2 separate regions of the Drosophila melanogaster genome follow, and region 1 is linked to region 2. A link is a contact called in public Hi-C data. All regions are on one chromosome and are shown on one strand. Each heading gives the region's core, a stretch centred on a gene start, on an enhancer-like site or on the middle of the called end of the contact. The rest is flanking DNA. Distances are from core to core; before and after follow the strand shown.

Evidence for each region. Hi-C and Micro-C count contacts between places; a contact is called where the count stands out from the background.
Region 1: a contact with region 2 is called in a Hi-C map of the Kc167 cell line, with 1.8 times the contacts expected there. The contact joins the promoter of CG16798 here to the promoter of lncRNA:CR40341 in region 2. A contact is called at or near these places in 28 of 107 Hi-C or Micro-C datasets (the Clone 8 cell line, the D17-c3 cell line, the Kc167 cell line and 11 more).

The regions. Positions count from the first base shown.
Region 1 is chr2L:20,379,839-20,385,349 of dm6, reverse strand. It overlaps CG16798, which reads left to right and starts at 2,994. Exons shown (of 6, transcript NM_136186.2): 1 at 2,994-3,637. The coding sequence starts at 3,418. It overlaps CG10947, which reads left to right. Exons shown (of 2, transcript NM_136187.3): 2 at 1-57.
Region 2 is chr2L:20,246,110-20,251,854 of dm6, reverse strand. lncRNA:CR40341 (long non-coding RNA:CR40341) reads right to left here and starts at 3,816. Exons shown (of 2, transcript NR_124392.1): 1 at 3,432-3,816; 2 at 2,983-3,351. lncRNA:CR40172 (long non-coding RNA:CR40172) reads left to right here and starts at 2,133. Exons shown (of 1, transcript NR_124393.1): 1 at 2,133-2,927.

The DNA of each region.
Region 1 (5,511 bases), core at 1,745-4,244, 130 kb before region 2:
CATGTGCTAATGGTTATATGATGATGATGAGATAAATACAGTATCGAAATGCCACATATGTGCCCCCTGTTTTACTGCCACGAAAGGGCCTGGCAATGGCACATTGCAGTGATGTCAATGGCAATCGTCATCCGCAAACATATTGTCAGAGTTATTAGCTAGCTGTTCATTAAAGCGCCGATATGGGTTGGGATCGAGGAGGCACCAAGGAAACCGGCGGCAATCAGGCGCTTTTTTATTGCGACTGCCGCAGTGGCTAGGCAATTACATTAACTGTGTAGGGGTCCAGAAATTAGGGGACCACGTCAGCAATGAGACACGATGTTCTAATGCCACTGAGAATACCCTTAAAGAAACGGGGTACTTAACACCCTCAGCGGAATGTTTATTTCATAAGTGTATTCTGGAGTGGAAAAGAACACTCTCAGATAAGTAGCTACTAGTAGCTAAAAATGAGTAGAGTCCCTGAAAATTAAATTTACAGGGCAGCCAAAAGTTGATCAGAAACGAGTTTGCCACAACCCGAATTGGGTTGCGCGGCAGCTGACAAAAAATCAAAAGTAAAAATAAAAATAAATCTGATAAGCGAAAATTACAAAGTAAACTCAACAGCATGGCGAGCGCACACAAAGTTGCCCATTTGCTTTTGAGGATTGTGTGAGTGTGAGTGCCTGCCAGTCTTTTTATGCGTGTGAGGCAGTGTGTGTGTGTTCGTCATTAACGAGGTCATTGGTAAGTAAGCTTGTTTGATGTGCCCCAGACATGTAATCCGGGCAGCGGGCCAGCAGGACATGGGCGGGGATGTCGAACAAACGCAGGCGGACAAGAATCGGAAAGACGGGACTCGGGCGACATCAGTGCTGCCAAAAAAGACTTGGAAAAGTGGTCCATAACATTGAGTAGGAATCAGAAGAGTGGCTGAATTCAGAGTAAAATATATTTGGCATTGGCTTACAGAAGGTGGGGGCCAAACGACGCCAACCCACAATAAAATCAGAAAACTGCCATATTAACTTACTTTTAGGTGTATATGCCAAACAGCTTTTCATAGCACAGTGCAATGAATTAACTGATAAGCAGCACGAGAAACGATTTCCGTATAGAATGTCCCTTTCAGGAAGTGCAAACATACCCGAATAAGGTCAAAAGGGCAGCTCTTGTCCCGCAAGCCACGAAAGGCGTTGCGCATACGCCGCGTGTGTCACGCGCTGGCTTCTCGTCCTAATGACATGAGCCCCATGCCAAGCGAATGACAGAATGGATCCGAGAACGGGACTTGGACTCGGCGGCGGTATGCAAATCAGTTTACTGTGGCGACGACAATGATGGCCGCCACTCAATTATGCGCTGCGCAGGAAAGACTTTTGCTGCCTACTTTCAGGCAGACAACAAAACAAAAAAAAAAAACAAATGAGAAGTGTGAGGAAAACGCTTTCGATTTTCCGATACCCATTTATATTTATATACTGATTTTAAGGAAAACACATTTCAATTTGAGACCCAAAATCCCTCTTCTGTTGCCTCGGTGAAATCCTTTGCCCATGGGAAACACGTCAAGGGATTTTACGTGGCCAACAGGTGTTCCAATTGTTTGGGCTTCGTGTCGGTGGTATATTTAGATCGCAGAGCCTCATTAAATTTTTAATTAACGGAATTAGTGGAATGTGTGTTGCCAAGTGCGCACGAATGTCGAGGGATTCCGACTCCTGTGACGGACTCGAGGCATTCTGGTGGCTTTGGGGCGTTCCGTTTTATTATTTATGTCCGGTAAGTATACTCCTGGAATACCTCTTCGTGTCGCCCTAGGGAAGCATGACGTTACAGGTGCCCAGGAAATTTTTATTTAGGACCAAATTGTTCTTGAAACCCTGGCCTTGACATCCTAAAAATAGACGTACTGGCTTTATGTCACATCGCATATATTAACCTGTCTAATTATAATTAATGATAATTATCATACTAATGGGTGGCCAGGGACAAAAGGTCTTATATACATACATATATTACAGGAAATTACCATGCGTGCCACTGGGTTAAAACCTTTTCCGAAGCGGAAGCGATGGAAATTATGCCATATACAATAAAATGGTTTACCTTATCATGGAGCTAAAGCTCAAGCGATAAGCAGCAAATTACTTCTAATAAAGATGTTGACTCGTGTGTTTTTTCGAAGGACAAATGACTGTAATATAAAATACTTCAAAGAAGTTCTACGTAAAAATAACCACAACAGTAATATAAAATTTCCATTTTAGACACTTTTCTGAGACATAAACTAACTTCAGGGCATAATATTATTTAAAAGAGCAATCCCTTTTTTTTTTATAAATACCTGATAGACAAAAGTAGATGGCTTTAAAAGTTTGCGCACTGGTCACTTCATCAAAAGACCTCAATTATGCAATGAGTGCCAATAATTAATTATATATTTTCATTATGCCATTCGTTGCGTACACTTTTCATTTATTTTGTAGCATCTTTTGTGGCAGAGAAACTTTTTGTTCGAGCTTATAATTGACTGTGCTCGGCACAAAGTAACTGGCAAATTATTTATGAAAATGCTGCCTGGCCCGCTATAGAAACCTAATAACAATAATATTGCTGATTAAGCATTAATCAAAGCCGCCAGCTGGGCAAATCAACAACAAAGACGCCAAACTAAAGCCACAAGACAATGGGAGTCGCATTGGAAGTCGGAGAAAAGGGAAAGTGATGATCTCGGTTCGATGAAATTTATGGAACCCGGCTGGTTTAATTATGGAAAAAGCTCGGCCCAATATATGGGTTTTAAATGTAGCCTTTTGGTAACAAAAGAAAGCACAGCAGCAAAATTGGCTGTTTGTCAACTGATAAGCGGCTGCTGATAAGGGAAAAGCCATTTTCACATTTTCCATCTCTCATGGGAGAGAGAGCGCTAGAGAGCGGAAAGCTTCGGCGAAAGCTTTGCTTTTCGGCCTTGGCATTGGCTCGCTTTTTAACTAAGACTTCGGCTTCGTTTATGGCCAACAGCTGATCCGAATTGGCCAGATGTTGGGCTGCCTTTGGCCCGCTGATTCAGTTGTGCCGCACAGGTTAACGCGAGCGGTTCTTGTGTCGGAACATTCGGTACCAAAACTTCGGACGCTGCGGCTTTCGTACTATTTATGATTTTTTGTGTTGTGACAAATGCGATTTATTTGCGGACAAAAGTGGCTTTTGGCAATCAGCTGGTATTGTTCTGCGAGAGCCGTACCAAATAGTGCATAACATAAAATAAAACAAAACGAGTACTGGAAAAAAAAAAGTATCTAAAGTCAAACATTTGGGTCCCCTGGCAACACTTGCATTTTCCCTCACGACCAATCGCCCAATATAACTCCCGGCTGACACACATTTGATGAGAACAAACAGCAAACTTAAAAAAATCTACCGAAAATAATGTCAACGAAATCAATGGCAGCCCACGGCAGCTGCAACATGTTGCTGCTGTGTCTTCTGCTCCTGCTGCCGTCGGTCTCCCCCGTCCGCTTGCCCAAAAGCAGCAGCAACAATGCAACAGCAGCAACAACAGCAGCGACCGCATCAACCGAATCAACCGCAACAGCAGCAACAACTGCTGCAATCCGCAATGCCAATGCCAAGGCTGGTAGCAAATATGGTAAGTCCTATGAGCCGAGGAATAAATTCAGACAATCGCAGGGCCAGTTAAAGTTGCAGCTACTAAAAGTCTGCGGTCGCAGGCATGTCAGCTGCACAGAAAAAAATAACTTTAAATATTAGTTTCTCATTTGCCTTGTAAGCAGCACATAAGCAGCAAGCAAATTAGAAATATGATTTCTTACGTGAAAACTCCATCTGCTGCGCAATGTTATATAGAAACATAAACATTTTTCCAAATAGCCTTTTTAAGATTTAACTAGAACACAATATTTTTTAGCGTGTTGATTTTCCTGTTTACCTATTCTTGTCGAATGTTGGCTAATTGCACTTGGTCACGATCAAGCGCTTTTTTCCCTGAACCTAGTTATGTTCCTTGTGGTATTTTCCCTACGTCTGCCCTTGGTGGCAAACGAAAGACTCAGACAACGAACTTGCCCGGCGGCCAGCTTTTTCTGCACCGTGTGCCAATCATGTGGGCACGCGGGAAATGTGTCGACATTTCCTTTTGGCCGCTAAATGAGGGCGGCTGGCACGCCCAGAGCCGCAGAGCGGAAATCGCAAAGAGATTTTCAATGGAGAGCAAAAGTGTCATTAGGCCGGGACAAAATGCCAGTAATTGTTGGCCACAAAACACAGGTTTCGGCCGTTCTCTCTCTAATCGAATTAGCTAAAGCGGTGCAATTACATCGCCATACGGTGACAGATCAAGATTGATCTGGCCAGATGATTGAAGGCAATTTGTCCGACGATCTTGTATTACAGAACTTCCCGCTGGCTGTGGCCAATGGAAAATTAATGAATCTCTGGTCGGGTCTCATCGACACTTCCACTTCCTGGCTTGCATAACACTGCAGTGACGGCCTACGAAAATATGGCCTAACCGAAAATTTGTGCACCGTCATAGATAGTAGAATTCCCAAGATCGAAAAGCACCATTAATCATTGCGATGCTGCAATTGAAGTGTCTTTCATTTCTGCATCGCATTTTTATTAATTTTCTGCTGGATTTTGGCTCAGCAATGGCATCTAGCCGTAGCCCCGATTTCAGAATTTGTGCCATCGCAGACTTTTCACTTTTCCATGTTCTCTGTGCGAAATTCGCCTAAAAATGCTGCTGCTACCATGCACAGACACACACAAAATCGGTGTCAATGATTTCAACATGGGAAAAGCATGGTAAAGACAGCCACCCGAAGCTGCAACAACTGCAACATTGGCAACATCACTACATGGCCAAACACAAACAAGCTAGCTTCGGCAACTGGCATTTCTAATTGCAGATTATGCAAGGTTCTGGCTCAGAAGAAGTCCCCAAGCTGGCGGGCTTGGGAAATCGCCTGGAAATCGGGGCTAAGTGGGCACGGAAAATTGGAAATTTACCGGGACTCGACGTTGTGATTAATGGATAATTGATCAGGGATTTATTGTTACGAATCTCGAGGAAGCGTTTTTTGCAAGCTAAGTTTGTAAAATGCATTATTTTCTCAGCTTTTATGCTGTGTTGCTGCTGACTTTTAATGCTAAGGTATAATTTCCGTTCTTATTAGAATGTGCAGCATCAATGCGATTCGAAAATGTAATACTACATTATAGCTCGTTCAATCAAAGTTCTTGGTAGCATTTAAAGCCCAAGTACCAAGTTGCACCATCCCTTTAGCCGCAACATCCAGCATCATCATCGTCGTCAGGTCTAGTTCTTATTCCGACTTAACTACCTGCCCCCCTTGGCTAATTCACGTCACACTCCGAGCCAGATCCACCATCACTCGCAGCTGGAGTGGAAGTGCAGAGCTGGTGACTCCAACTGGCAGCACACTTCAGATCTTCTTCTGCAGATCTGCCAGTGGGAACAACCACTTAGTGGGGTCCACA
Region 2 (5,745 bases), core at 2,567-5,066:
CGAAAAACAGCGGGCAGGGTCTACATGTGTTTTTGGCCATGCCCCCATCACTCTTGAAGTTATCCTCAGCTCCACCCCATTTCACCCACCCGGTGAGCCCACAACAAGTGGCTGCAAAAGGCCTTGGAATTGTTCGGTTTCAAAGGAATGAAGTTGAATGGGAAATGTTTCCACAGAAGTTTTCCCTCTCATTTCGTTTCGTGCCTTCCTTTTTTTGTAACAACTTTTTGGTATTTTCCAAAGAGGGAACGACATTTTTACCGAGGTCGCAAGGCGGTGGAGTGAACAAGTGTAGGCAATGATTGGGGTCAATGGTTCGTGAGTCTGCCAAAGCTTTGGCTAATTTCTCCGCTTTAAGCTTGCGTCCATTTCGAATCCTACATCAAAAACATTTCAGTGCAAGCGCTCACAAAGAATTAATGGCAAAAATAGTTATTTTCCTTATTATCATATGGTAATGATGGGCTGGAAATGAACTAATAGACTCATAGCAATTGATTCAGGCCATTGAAGGGATATTGCTCGAAACTCGTAAGTAACAGCATCTATGAAAATGTGGCACCCCCACCCCCATGCTCAATTTTATAACGTAATTATACCCCAACAATAATGTGGCACGGCATGCAGTAAAAGGAAAAATCCACATTTTGAAGGGCTCAAGAGCAAGCCAGAGCAGCAAATGCACTTTCACCAGTGGAAACTGCAGCGAACAAAGCTCAACATGCCGCAAAAACCTGAAACAAGGCAGCTGCCTGTTGAGAAAATTTTGCGTAAAAACTATTAACTTGTTTTGTTGGCAGCAGGCAGAGGCCCAAAGGACCGAAGTTCCGGGAGACAGAGGGCGGCTAGGGCGCACATGTTATCATAATTGCAGAGTGCACTTGCAGCCATCCTGACGCATACACTGAGAGAAATGGTTGAAGGCCGAATGGGTTCATTAATGGTAACCGATTTTTTTAAGTATCAATAACCTGTTCTAATGTTTAATAAATATATATGTTGACAAACGTAGTAACTCACGTGGATAAACATGTTTGTAAATATTCCTAATATTTTATTTACCTTTTAAATATGTTGTTTTACTTTATTGCTTTCAGTGTATATACATATGCATAAGGAGGTGCCCCACACGCACGCATACTTTAAGAAGCTACTCAACATCTACATACTATAAATGAGAAAGAGTTCGTTGTTATTGGGGGTGGTGGGGACTGCGGGTATGGGTATGGAGATAGTGGGTGTTTTTTGGTGGGTGGGGGGTGTTGGTAAAGAGTGAAAGGTTGGCTCGGCATTGGGCGAAAGTTTTATGTTTTTCTTGACTGAAAGTTCTGTTACCTTCTCGCTAGACATCGCAGTTGTTGTTGCTTCCCGCACCTCATCAACATTTGGGAAAGTTTCAGTTCGCTGTGCTCCTTTTTTTTACAGTACAAATTTTCAACGCTTAAGTGATTTTCGCTGTAGCATACTTTCGGATGCCATTCACATGCGTTCAGATTTTTAAAGTGGCGGCAAAAGCGGCGTTGGCGGTCAACACGCACTGCGGCATCAGCTCACACACACGCACACACTCGCACTCTTACAGGACTCTCAGGACCCCCTCAAAACACACCACCCCACAACGCCTCACCCCGCCACCCGTTTGTCTGCCCCTGTGGCGTGTGTCTGGCGTTAAATTGAAGGCGTTTAGCGTGGCAACCGAAGGACACTTAAATTGTTTTCGCTTTGCTACCGCTTTTCCCCCATTGCCGCTTGGCTGTTTTGACGCTCTCGTTTTTTCAGCTTATTTTTTCGTCGTTTTCCTGGAAAAAATCATAAAAAATGCATGGCCATATATTTTCTTGTTGCTCACACAAATTGCGCTATTATTTTTGTGTGTCTGCATTGAGTTGTCTATTAGGAGCGGCTTATAAAAGTTTCTTTTTGGTTTGTTACATTTCCCATGCAGTGCGTTCATTTGGCTTATTTCACATGTGGGCCAATGGTTATTTAGGCCAAGCATATATTTTAAATCGACGATGATGCCCAGAGTTGTTATTTCAGTTTCTAAAACGCTCTTAATTTTGAAATGATCTGCCAAAAAACTTTAAATACGAATTTATTTCGTATCCCTTTTCACTACAAATCAGTTGTTTTATGTGGAAATTTAATACTTTTACATTGCGTTTTTAGTTCTTGAAGAAATTCTTGTTTCCTATTTGCATCCTTAAAGTGTTGCTGTCATAGCCCAAAGGATCCGTTGCGATGTTCCGCAGGTCGAAACCTTTTTGTAAATGGATATGATGCTAAAATCCCATTCAACGGTGCAAACCTCGATGCCTGCTCACTTGGGACACATAAGACTTTCACGAGTGCCAAGCTGTTGACGGATTTAAAATAAGAAGGCGCGTTGAAATCTTAGGGACAATAGTCAAGGGAAGGCGGGGCTAAAATCTTTACAGGAAGCCCGAAAACAAATTGTAGCGGAAGCTCACCAAACACAATAAATGTTTAATAAGCCAAAACGACTGAACAAGAAAAGGCAGGCAAAAAATAGTCACTTTGAATCGGAACAGAAAGGAAAAGCGATACTGATGGGGAGCTGTCTGGAAAATGAAAAACATGGCCGATGGTATGTGCGTTTTGTAGCGGAAACTCAAGCGGATGCTTCGCCAGCAAAAACAAAGACGGCGAAAAGGAAAAGTGTGTAGCAGGGGATATTTATGCCATTTCAAACAAATTCCACGAGACACTTTGCCTGACATTTAAATTGTGTGGTGATGGGGAAGGCCGGGATGGAAAAACTACAAGCTGAAACAATGCTGATGATGAGTTTCACTCAGGCCACTAAGTGGGTCGCTTGAAAAAAGCCATAAACTTCACGAAGTGTATGGCACTCAAAAAGTCCACATCTCTTGGCTTTAATCACTTTTAAGGAGATATAGGAAATTAAAGCTGCCAACTATATGTATAGAATGATTTTAAAAATACAATACACCATTTATTCAAAAGCGTGATGATTGGTTTTTATTTTTGAACTTGAAGGAACCAAGAATGTTTATCCATTCTAACACATTTGGTTGAAGCCAATTTAGTTATGCATTTAGCGCTGATTTCATTAGCATTCGAAAGAGTGGCCTCTTGTCACCCAACGAAACCCACTTAAGTACGGTCCGGGGAATGTTCGAGTGTCCTTCATCTGCTGTCTGCTGGACAATCACTGGAGCACGACCCCAAACATTCACATTCCGATCCGCTGACCTAGGCCAATGCACACACTGTATCGCTCCAGTGTGGTGCACCGAGGGGTGGATGGGGGGGAAAGGCGGAAAATGGGGGAAATCGGGCGGGCGAGATAGGCAAAAAGTCAGTAAGCTGAAAATGAAATGAAACGCATAAGAATCGATTCGATTAGTGAAATGAAATTTACGCCAAAATAAATTTGCACGACTTACCGACTTGGCGCGCCTAAGTGTATGCCATATATTTTCCTCCCTCATTTTTCCCGACGCTTTTCCGGCTGCCATTGTTGTTGTCCTGGCCATGTCACGTTGTTGTTGCCGGCTTTCGTTGGACTTCTTGTTGCTGCTGTTGTTGTTGGTGTTGCTACTGGTGTTGTTGTCGTTGTTCTTGTCTGTTGTCGCCGGCGTCGTCATTGTCTCTAAACTTTTGTACGTTCATTAATCTTGCGAAGCGTTTTCACTGTTGCGCTCTGTATGTGTGTGTGTGTATGTTTATATTGGTTTGTGCTTGTTTCAGCCTGGCATGTCCTTCCGACCCCCCCCCCCCCCCACACACTTTTGCAGCCCCTCCCAAAAGTGAGTTTGCTTGCCTGTTCTGCCGCTTGTTTCCTTCCTCTCCGCCCCCCTCCCCCGCACTCACCACCCCCCGCCACACTTGCCGACATCCTCGTCCTTGTGCGGGACACTTGTGCGACAGTTGTTGCATGATAAGGTTTAATCTATTTAATTGTAATTGATATTTTCGCAAGATACGACAACCCTGCCTTTCTTTTCCCGCTCGCATTATTTTTTATTTGTTTCCTGTGCTTTTCCGTGTCTCTTACACCCATTTATAAACCAAATGAGGCGTCTACAACGTCGATAAGGATATAATCTGACTGTTGTTGGTGGCAACTTGTTGGCAACACAGGAGCTTTAGCGAGCAATCGGGGCTAAATCATAATTTATAAAGTGTCATGAAACGATAGCGAAGAGCAGTGAAGAGCAAATTCCTTTTTGGCTTTATGAAGGTAACCAAAAACAGTCTGAATTAAGCAAGTAATTAACTTCTTTTTTATTTTTTACAAAACACCATGGCCCTTTTGCCTTTTGCCAGCCAATTTTGCATTCTGTAACTAATTCTCGAAACTATTTTTTCACAAAAACGCAACCGAACAAAAGATTTGAGTTGGTTGAAATGCCACACCATGTGGCGATGGAACAAAAATTCTCCGGTTCTGTAGTATAATTTAATTATCCTTGTGTCTCTGGTTTTTTGTGCAGTAAACATTTTAGAATCTGGTATTTAGCATTTCAAAGCAAGCAAATTAAAAATAAACTTGTGAAGTATGTTGTCAACAAAGACAAAATTAATGTTTATAACGAAACCTTTAGTATCCGCATCCATGTTGGATACATTTAAACAGGCAAAAGACAAAGATAGGAATTAGTGGCGTTGAGTTAGGTAAATTAACTTTAATTTCGGATAGACAAGCTCCTTCCTCCGCCGGAAGTAGGGACTTTCACTTACACTTCCGCTTTGGGTTTTAGCCAGCCTTTTTGGCACCTGCTTAGACATTAACGGACGCGCAGCCCAAAATTTCCCCACCAGCTGCCGACCCAAAACATTTTCAGATAACCAGACGCATTGCTCACATCGATATTATTTATGCATGAGCAGTTGAGAACGAGAGGAGGGCCACAGAGAAAGCATTTTCCACAACACTGTAAATTTTAACGGCCAGGGGAGGGGAAGGAAGATTTTAACGGAAGGACTGGTTGGGGTTTCTCATCATTTCGCCCCCCGCCCACCAATCACGGCAGGGATAATAATTGTTGTTGCCTACTTGGCACACAGTCAGTCTACTCCTGCCACGTCCTGCCGCCTCCTGCCACGCCCCGTGTCATCCTCGGCTCTTGACTTTGGCTTCCTGTTTCGGCTTTTGTTTTTATTGCTTCATTTTCGATTATCGAGCAATGCACTTATCGCTGCCGAAGCTCTCGCCCATTGTCAACGTCTTCGATCTTTGTCAGTCGAAGGATAAAAAGTGGGCGGAGACAGTGGGGGGAGTGGCAAGTGGAGCTCAATCTCACAGTGTTGTTGCTTCACCCTGCCGAGTGCCTCATCTGTCTCTGTAATTGTTGCTTGTTGATTTCAGTCGCGAGTCCTTTTTCCTCCTCCCTTCCACACTCCCGATTTTATACTTATTTTTCTAGATACACATATTATATGCATGTATATATAGCCAGCCGTATACAATATACATATATTTATAGCGAGCGGCACGCGAAGTCAGGCCTTTCAGCCTGTCTAGGCCAAGTCCTTGCCCCTCGCTCTGTGCACTCCAAGGATTCAAGTGGCAAATGGCAACTTGGCCAGCGTGTCAAGCACTCCGCGCTGCAGCTGTCCTTCCACTTCGGCTTTTGCACTTGGGCCTTCCGCGAACAGTGCTGCTTGTTTTGGCCAGCTGCAAAGGAGTGAACTTGAGTGGTAAATGCAAGGGAAATCCGAGTAAATAATGTATAAAAAGATTAAGGAATAACAGAT